Regions from separate parts of the Astyanax mexicanus genome. Here region 1 is linked to region 2. Evidence: chromatin contacts called from public Hi-C data. All regions are on one chromosome and are shown on one strand. The core of a region is the stretch at or near the end of the contact, and the rest is flanking DNA. Distances in the headings are between cores, read along the strand shown. Region 1 has its middle 19 kb from the start of LOC103047820. Region 2 has its middle 88 kb from the start of LOC103047820.

Region 1 (4,700 bases), core at 1,429-3,928, 69 kb before region 2:
TGATGATGATGATGATGATGAGGAGGATGATGATGGCAACAGTGATGAATGGTGAGGTGAAACGTGAAGCACTTGTAGAGGAATGTGAGCCAGTGCTGAGGGATAAAAGAACATTGTGTAACGTAATCTAGACCAGATGTGTCAGCACCCCCCTCATCAACACACACACACACGAGTTCAGCACACAATGTCACAGAACGTTCAAGTACCAGAGAACTGCTTTTTTAAATGAGTGAAAAAATCAAGAAAACAGTATTTAATTATATAAAAAGGCAAGCGCATCATTTTCTGAGTAGTGTCACTTTGAAAGGCTAGAGATTTTAGAGAGCTTGTCTTGAGCAAAAAACATTTATTAAAAAGGCACTTAATACTAAGGAAATATAAACGTGTATCATATTATGACTAATGTTTCCTTGGAACAGGAAGTGTGCACATGCAAAACAACTTTAAATGATAAAATTATATATATATATATATATATATATATATATATATATATATATATATATATAAATTGTATTATTATTCAGTAGTAATTCATTAGATTAAAAAAAAACAGAATTAGCTGTCAAGCAAAACATTTTTTTTAATTGTTCAGTTTTTTACATAGTATGAATCTGGTGTTTGATCTTTGTATCATATCAAGATTGTGTGCTAAATAGCTTAATAGAACTGCTTCAAAATTACTAGGAATCATATATTTTTGCATTGACTTTCATTAAAAGTTGTAAAGATCCTGTATCAGACATACAGTATAAAGGTTAAAGAGACATATACTCTATGTATAATGGATATATGATGATATGCCTTATTGCATATGTAGTTCCACTATTCATGTATTTATTGTTCCATAGGAGACAGTAAAAAGAGAATAATCATTAAGTAATAAGGAGAAGAGATAGAATGCAGTGTACTTACAATAAACTATGACTAGTATTTTCTTTTAGAAATAGATTAGACAGTTTAATGACTACTAATTGGCTGCACATGATCTTGCATGTACACAAGATACACTATATGTTCTAATGTGTGTTGACACCCCTAATAATGAATGCATTTGGCTACTTTAAGTTGCACTTCTTTGCAGAATAGAGGGAAATAAATCACCTATCAATGTGGAATTGGGTTTTCTGGAATGATAATGCTCCATCTAGTACTTTGGGGGACACATGAATGTTGGTGATCACCCAACATTCTGACCTTGTTAATTCAGCTCTTGTTGCTGAATGCAATCACATCCTCACAGCAGTGCTCCATAGTCTAGTAGAAAGTCTAGCATGTGCAGGATCAAATCTTTTTTTTTTTTAATACATTTGATTTCAGAAGAAACAATGAATGAAAAGGTGAAATGTAAAGAAATGTATAAAAGTGCAGTATGCTTGTCATAATACCACAGTGATTGCTTTTATTATGAAAGATGTGTAATCACACTTATACATAAAGCATAATAGATGCATGGATCATAGTATGTACTTTCTATATACTTAGCCTTTATATATTGACTGAGCATGTTTTAATCCACCATAAGAACACAGATCATTAAAGAGGTGTAGAGTAATGAACTGAATCATAATGCTCATCATATTACAGTAATGAAAGTCATGCATGCAGAGGTCGCTTTTTATATGTGTTTATAGAAGTGCAAATAAGCTAAACCTAAGATCATAACAGAAAGAGAGAGAGAGTGTGTGTGTGTGCGTGTGTGCAGAGAGGGCACAGGTGTGCTGCTTCAGTAAACGTGCTGAAGTCCATCTGAGTGGGCGGGGCTCCGGCTGAACACACACCTCCCCGCTGTGTGTGAGCCACTCAGCTGGTCCGCTGGCCCCGCCCCCCTGTGAGGAGCTGCACGCTGCGGAGTGTGTGTGTGTGGGCCGGGCTCGCGACTGTGTGCAAGAGCACGTTTCCCACGTGTGGCCGTCGTGGACCGGGCCATGGCTCTAAGCAGCTTTCAGGAGCTTTGGAGGGCGGCCGTTTCCTAGACGTACACACACACACACCACAAGCACATGGTTCTGCATGACACTCAGCTTCTCATGCCGAACTCAACGTGTCTGTCAGAAAGAGAGAGAGACCAGGAGAGGAGGGCAAAGCTGAGAGAAGTGTGTGAAAGAGGGAGATGGAGGGAGAGAATGTTTGTGCATATGAGAGAAAGAGAGTAAGAAAAAGAGAGAGAGAATGAGCCTGTCAGTAAGAGGAATGGAGAGAGAGAGTTTGTGCATGTAAGAGGGAGAGAAGGACAGAATGTTTGTGGATGTAAGAGAAACAGATAAACTTTGTGCATGTGAGAGAAGAGAGAGAATAAATGTACATGTATGAGAGAGAATGTTTGTGCATGTAAAAAGAGAAAAATATATAAAGTTTTTGGATGTAAGAGAGAATTAATGTGTATGAGAGAGAGAGAGAGAGAGAGAGAGAGAATATGCATGTAAGACAGAGTGAGAGAAAGAAAAAAAATGAATGTGCATGTAAGAGAGAGAGAGAGAGAGACAGAGAGAGAGAGATATGGGTAAAAAGGAAAAGACCAAAGGAATAAGTGAAAGTGGAGAAAGGAGAAATCAGTGAGAACAAAGTGAAAAGAGAGAAGGAGTGAGTGGGAAAAAAGGGAAAAAGAATTAATGACAGGAGAGGAAAGTGAGAAAGCGAAAGAAAGGAGAGAGTTGGAGACAGACAGGAGTCAGAAAGAAAGAGAGAAAAAACAACTCATACAAGAAAGAATGGAGAGAGTAAGTAAAAGAGAAAGACAAAAAAGAAAGAGACAATAAGTGGCTGGGAAAATGTGAAATTAAAATTGAAAGGTGAATAAAAAAAGGAGAAAGAGGGAGAACAGAGATAGGGAGAAGGAAAATGAGTGAGTAAAGGATTAAAGTAGTGCGAAGGAAAAGTGAATGAAAGAGAGAGTGAGAGAGAAAGTAAATCATAATGAGTAAATATCATAATAATAAAGTGAGACAGAAGTATTAATGAGAATATCAAAAGATCAAAAGAGTGAGTAAAATTGGAGAAAAGAGAGAGTGAAAAGAGATCGAGAAAGAAAGAAAGAGAAATAAATATAAGAAAGAAAAGGAGGAAGAGTCAGTAATTAAACAATAGCGAAAAACAATGAATAGAATCAGAAGTAAATAAAAACAGAGAGAGGGAGAGAGAGAGAGGGCGTGAGAGAGCTGCTGTGCTGTGCACTGGGCTGTTATTGGTCAGATGGATCTGCTGTGTTTATTGTTCTGTGATCCGTGCGTGCTGCTCTGTGTGTGAATCCAGGCTGTTCTGCAGAAGATCAGCAGTGCTGAGTACTCCAACCTGCACACTGTAGGACAGACAGGACGTGCAGAAGTACAGATGTGAAGCAGAACCATGAGCAAATGCTCTTAGTGAAAGTCAGAGCTGCACATCTGGATTTGTGTTGGAGTCGTGCAGCACATTATTTGCTGAGCATTCTCCCAATATTAGCCTTTGTGATACTGATTCTGAAAAAGCTTGTTATATGTAAAAAGGCTTCTAACAAATCTGTAATTGTCTCATACTGCATTAAAGTGTTGCTGGAAACTGAAGTTGGACACATCAAAGTTTGCATTGCAGTATGAACTGACTGAGTTGTAACATAAATGCTTTCCAGCATGGCTGAACAGTGCATCATTGGTAACATTTTAAAATAACAATGTATATTTTGTACATTTATTCTAATATTAATGTTGTTTTTTTATATTCAGTCTCATTTTTTCAATTTCTCACACAAACTACATTAACCCAAAAGAGCCCATGACAAAATATGGTCACAGAGCCTTTAAAAGATGTGGAAAGTTTCTTACAGAACTCCGTTCTTCACGTTAACTTGTCTTGATATAGTCCTGATATACAAAACATGCTGAGTCAGTCACAGAGCAGTTTGTGAGTGTGTAATCATTTGACCTCATTTACAGAATGTATGCAAACCTTTAGAAAATATATCAACTCTATCTCTTCACAACACAATGGCTGGCAAGAAATTCAGGTAATTAACTCTTGACAAGTTCAGCACAGCTGTTAACTGAAAGCCAAGATATGCAAAGATATGCAAACATGTCATGTAAGCAAGAGGTGTGTACTTAGAAGGATATAAAATATAAAACATATTCTGGTTTGTTTAACACTTTTTTGTTTACCAAATAATTACATATTTTTTGCTTGATAGTTTGAAATACTTTTTTAATATGCAATGCAAAAATAAAAATAAAAAATAAATAATTACATTTTTACTGGCACTGTATATGTGATGTTATAGTGCAATTCTAACCATAGAATATATACAGAAGTCATGTGACTGCAAGTAAAATGATTAATAAGAAATTAATGAATAATAAGAAAACACATACCATATTTTTTGTGCTCCAGATTATAAGGCATAATGAACGTCTATTTTCATTTATAAGGTGCACTGGATTATAAGGCGCACTGACGATTTTTGGAAAAATTTTAGAATTTAAGTGCACTTAATACAATACAATGTATATGAAAACCTATTGAACTGATTAATTACCTAATTGACCTGATGTAGTTATTTTGAATGTATATTTAGAACTGGATCCAGACTTTTATGGGTTAATGCAGCTAAATCAGGTGGTTGAGCTTCCCCTCAGAGAAACTTGCTGCCTGACATGCACTTTTACAAAAGCACTGTTGCTGTGTGCTGCTGGGAGAGTGCTGACCAATCAGTTCAGATGACGTTC
Region 2 (5,025 bases), core at 2,063-4,562:
TTGGTTTGATTATATTGGTTCTTCACCTACCGTAAGATCTTCAGTGCACCTTCTTCAGGCCTAGCCAATGGGAGTGCTTGTCTGGTTGTATCTATCCAGATACATAGAAAACACATTACAACTTATTGGACAGTGTTTTTTTGGACATTCCAATGTTTAAACTATTTATTTACTAACAAATAAGCAATACATTTACATTTACAGCATTTAGCTGATGCTCATATCTAGAGCTACTTTGATTATTCCTACTATTACAGAGGTGGGCCAATGTAGTGTTAGAGTCTTGATGAGCCACAGCATTCAGTCACCCAGACCTGGAATAGAACCACAATCTCCCACATAGCAGCTCACTGGCAGGAAGTGGTGTTATCCACTGCTCCACACCAACCACAATACTTGCAAAGTTCAAGTACAACAGGCATGGCAACACTTACATTTAATGAGTTACAGAATTACAGATTTGGGATTATGTGGGTATTTTAAATAGTTGTCTTTATTGAAGATACATGTGAAAAATAATTCTAAGATGATCCTACTACTGAACAGTGTTATCATAACCCCTTTCCACCCCCCATCACTCAGTGTGATGTTAGCGAGTGTGTGTGATTCTTTTAGCTGACATATCAGAATTAGCAGTGTTTTTTTTTTTTTTTTTTCTAAGAGCATTAATCCATCTAGCTACTGGATTTCACTTGGATTGGACTAAATGGAATTGAATTGTGCACAATAAAAAAGTTACATATGTCCAGAATGATGAACTTTGTTGACATATTTTTAAATCATTTACAACCATGATAAATCTGTATATTATATAAAATTCGTACGGAGGAAAATTCATCATATTTTAAAATGATTAATAAATGTAGCTGATAACTCGCCAAGAAATTACTGTAAAAATAATAATTCATAATTTATTAACACAAATCTTGATTATCTCAATCTTGATTGAGAAATATGTAATATTTCTAAAGAAGTTGTTATATATGATATTATTTAACAAAATAACCAAAAGCCTTAATCTCCATGGACTCAGCTGTGGGCTGGACTACTGGAGTCCAAACAGCAGCAGCTGACTTTCTACAAACTGCACAAAGTACTTTTTTTGGCAGACCAGGCGAGCTGTGATTCATCTCGTACTGAATGTTCACGTTGCTGAGCATGTTTTGGTCCTGTTGGGTTTTTTTCCAGTCAGCCAGCAAGAAAGAAAGAGGGGAAAAAGGGAAAAATACAGAACTGTTCAGTCCAGTCTGGAAGTTTCACCACTGTACCACAGAATCCACTATCGTATTTCTTAAACTGACATTTTCATCCACACTGGAGCTTTGTTTTACTGTGTAATATCCACAACCACCTCTGAAATACCAGTCCCAGTAGATACAGTATTACAGTACAGCAGATGTTGTATAGCAGTATAGCAGTGTTGCTACACTAGGGTATAATCTTCAGATTGTGGTACAGTCTGTGGTACTGTTGATGTTGTCGAAGTGCTTTAGACAAATTCTGCTGAACCATTTGGCCAGAACTGGGTTAATCCTCTTAAATGGCATCAAAATAAAGCAAAATGTTTTGATAAGCTAAAAGTTTGTATATTAGGGTGTGTGAGATACAGTGCAGTCAGCTGCTAACATGTGAGCCAGCATGTTTGTTCTGAGTCAGCATGATTCTGTGGTTCTCTGAGTGAAAGGGGTGGGTGGGTCAGAGGGTGGATCCAATAGCTGTGAAGCATCAATCACTTTTTCAGTAGCTACTGATTCACTAGATCCTGCCCTAATGTCAAATGCATGGAGAATTTAGTACAGTATATGGTATACAGTATAGAGGCTACACAATTATACAGTATGAAGAGTTCAATATAATACAGTAGCATTGAGTATAATTAACAAAATATAGGAAATTGGATATAATGAATGCAGAACATTAATGTAATTATAATAGAGAAAAGACATGGCAATATAATACATCATAGAGTGTTTAATTTAATAGAGTACAGAAAATTAAGTGTAATAAGATGATGTATCATCACTGTCCAATGAAAAACAAGTATCTTCCTTTTGGTAAATTTTCAGTTTAAGACATAATCTAAACACACAAATCGTTCCTTATATTGTCATAAAATATTGATGAATCAACCAATACAAATGTTCTTAAATTGACCTAAAATAAATATATTCTACACTGATTTAATTAAAATTTAAGGAGTTTTATCTTTCTCATGTAAAGTTGCTGTTTGGGAGATACATTTTAAATTGGACAGTGACAATATGGACCTTAGTATAAGACGATAGGGACTTCAGTGCACTAGAGTATAGTAAGTTCAGTACAACACAGTAAATAGAGTATAGAGAGTATAAAGGAAAAGAGTGTGGAGGCTTCAGTATAATAGTGCATAGGGAGTTCAGCATAACAGAAAATAGAGTATGGTGAGATTTGTATAATAAAGTGTGGAATCTTCAGTTTAATAGAGTATATTTAGTTCAGTATAACACAGAAAATAGAGTATAGAGAGTTATTGTAGCTTAATAAAGTGTAGATTCTTCAGTATAATAGAGTATAGGTAGTTCAGTATAACAACAAATAGAGTATAAATAGAGTATAATAGTTTAATAGAGTGTAGAGTCTTCAGTATAATAGAGTATAGAGAGTTCAGTATAGTTTAATAGAGTGTAGAGAGTCCAGTATTATAGAGTATAGAGAGTTGAGTTTTGTGTAATATGTGTGTATGTGTAAAGATTTCAGTAGAGCAGTGTGTGTTTGTGTTTCATGCATCAGCACAGTGATTATACTGGGCTCCAGATGAGAATGATCAGTATATTTAAAGGCATGGGAGTGATTAAGTCTTTTGTATGGGATTTAAATACTTAGCATCGAGATCAAGCATCTAAAATTATAACTATAAGTTAGAAAAAGTGACTCTGCAACATCACAACAGCACACCACTCATTACTCATAAATGCTTGTACGCAGTTCATAGTCGTGTGTGTGTGTGTGTTTTTTTTTTTTCCCTCTACTGTAAATGGAGTCCTACTCTGAGTGAGTCACCCGTGCCTGGGTAGAGTCCTGCAAGCTCAGTGCCGAGTGAGTCAGCTGTTATATGATCGCTCAGTGGGCCTGCACTTAGTCTCCTCCCTCTGTGGCCACCCACACTGATATCATCATCAGCGGGAGGCAGGCGGCACCAATCGTAATTCACTCCTGTGGAGGTGGGCGTCACACACCCCTGAGTCATCCTGTTACAGCCCGGAGAGCTTAGCAACTCACATAACTCGCCTGACTGTTTGTTTCCACATTACGGTGGGACAGAGTTATGGTTATGACACTGTTGTTGTTGTCGTTGCTGTAGGGAGCCTTGGTAACTTGAGGTTTGAGGTGTTTTGTTGGAAGTCCATGGTGGTTACAATCTGTCAAACCTGTCAGAGTGGTGAGGAAAACACACTGGATTTACAGACTCAAAACTGAGAGTCAATGGAGGAAATGATACTATGTAAGAGGATTGGAATGAAGGGTTTGGGATGAGAGAGCATAGTGTAGAGTTCAGTAAATAAAGCACTGGCGTGCAGTTAATACAGTGGGTACCCCATTCTGCAACCCCCCTCCCCCTCCACCCACCGACCTACACATAGATATATTTATTTATATTACAACTACATATTCTCTGTCTCGACTTAGTTATATGAGTTTAATGCACATGAACAAAAATACAGCTACAAACTACAAAATCAATGCTTAATTTTCCTACAAGTACAGCCAGCCAACAAATATCACTTGTTTGTATGCCTACAAGAAGCCAGGTCAGCCAAAACATTAAGTACACGCAAAAACTCACCAGTCAGACGGCCTGTTATTGTAAATTAGTTTCAGAATGCTTTTTAATGTGAAGTGACACAATATTTGTCTCATTTACCATTGCAACTCCATTATAGTTAGATAACTATTGAACTAATCCAGCATGCGCTTCATTTAACACTAAGCAATGCGTAGCCCCTTCAGCAGAGCCCCGAGAAGGGGTTACAGTCATGTCCCTGCCCCCTTAGTGAAAATCATGAGTCTGATTGGTTGAATTGTCCTGCGACTTTTCTAACATACTCATTACTACACCCTTTTCAAAATGAGAAAAAGGGTCCACGCAGACACGTGGGGGCAGAAGCCATTTTAAAAAGCTTTGATTGGTTAAAACAGCTGTCAGTCAGATAAGAGTCCTGTAGCAACTGAAAAACACAGACTAATGCTTTAAATGAGTTGCTGTTTTTTATTTTAGTTTTACATGCACCTATTGTCACCCCTTCTCTGAAGGGTAAAAAGGGCCTTACTGCACACCACTGAAATAAAGTATCAATGTTAATATACATAGAGAAATGTATAGTAAAAATGTTCAGTAAATGTTGAAGAGAGTTAGCTCGTTTCTTTACTATAGATAAAGAATGGAGAATTCAGTACAGTAATTAGGTAAAGTAAGGGCCCTATTTTAGCTATCTATTGCACACCAGTCAGTTTCGCTTTGCATGGATTGATTTAGGGGTGTGTACTGTGTCTTTGGTATCATGAGGGCGCAAAAAATATGCCCTGCGCAGCTCAAACCGCTCAAAAGGTGTGTGCTAATTCTCTTAATTATTCATTGGTGTGTTTTGGGTGTAATTGGAAATAAACCAAGCAGTTGTGCCAGTGTGACAGTTGTCATTGGCTTTAAGACACTGGGTGCACGATAGGACCCTAATTGTTGAGGGAAGTAAGTGTCACCGGGGAAAGGACGCACACCAAATGACAAAATATGTTTTTTTTCCGGGTATTTTATTCTGATTTAGTTGTATTTAAAACAATAAAAATAAAATGAATACACTGTAAAACCCTAGCTTAGAACACAGTACAGTATTTGGTAGTGGCACTAATTACAGAAAATAGATAAATAACATTAATACCACATTAATACCATTAACAGAGCTCTTTTAATATTTGTTTTTAAGCTCACCTCGATTTACTCAGCTTTACTCAACAAGATTTGAGCATTTCTTTAAGAGAACTTGGATAAAC

The links. A called contact is a pair of places that touch in the nucleus more often than the background predicts.
Region 1: a contact with region 2 is called in a Hi-C map of muscle, with 4 times the contacts expected there. The contact joins two enhancer-like sites. A contact is called at or near these places in 2 of 3 Hi-C or Micro-C datasets (both in muscle).

What each region holds. Positions count from the first base shown.
Region 1 is chr1:94,887,504-94,892,203 of AstMex3_surface, reverse strand. No RefSeq gene overlaps it. Among protein-coding and RNA genes, the nearest start is that of LOC103047820, 19 kb to the left of the region's middle. Within about 2 kb of position 2,678, the one cell type or tissue checked has an H3K27ac peak away from gene starts, as active enhancers do.
Region 2 is chr1:94,818,603-94,823,627 of AstMex3_surface, reverse strand. No RefSeq gene overlaps it. Among protein-coding and RNA genes, the nearest start is that of LOC103047820, 88 kb to the left of the region's middle. Within about 2 kb of position 3,312, the one cell type or tissue checked has an H3K27ac peak away from gene starts, as active enhancers do.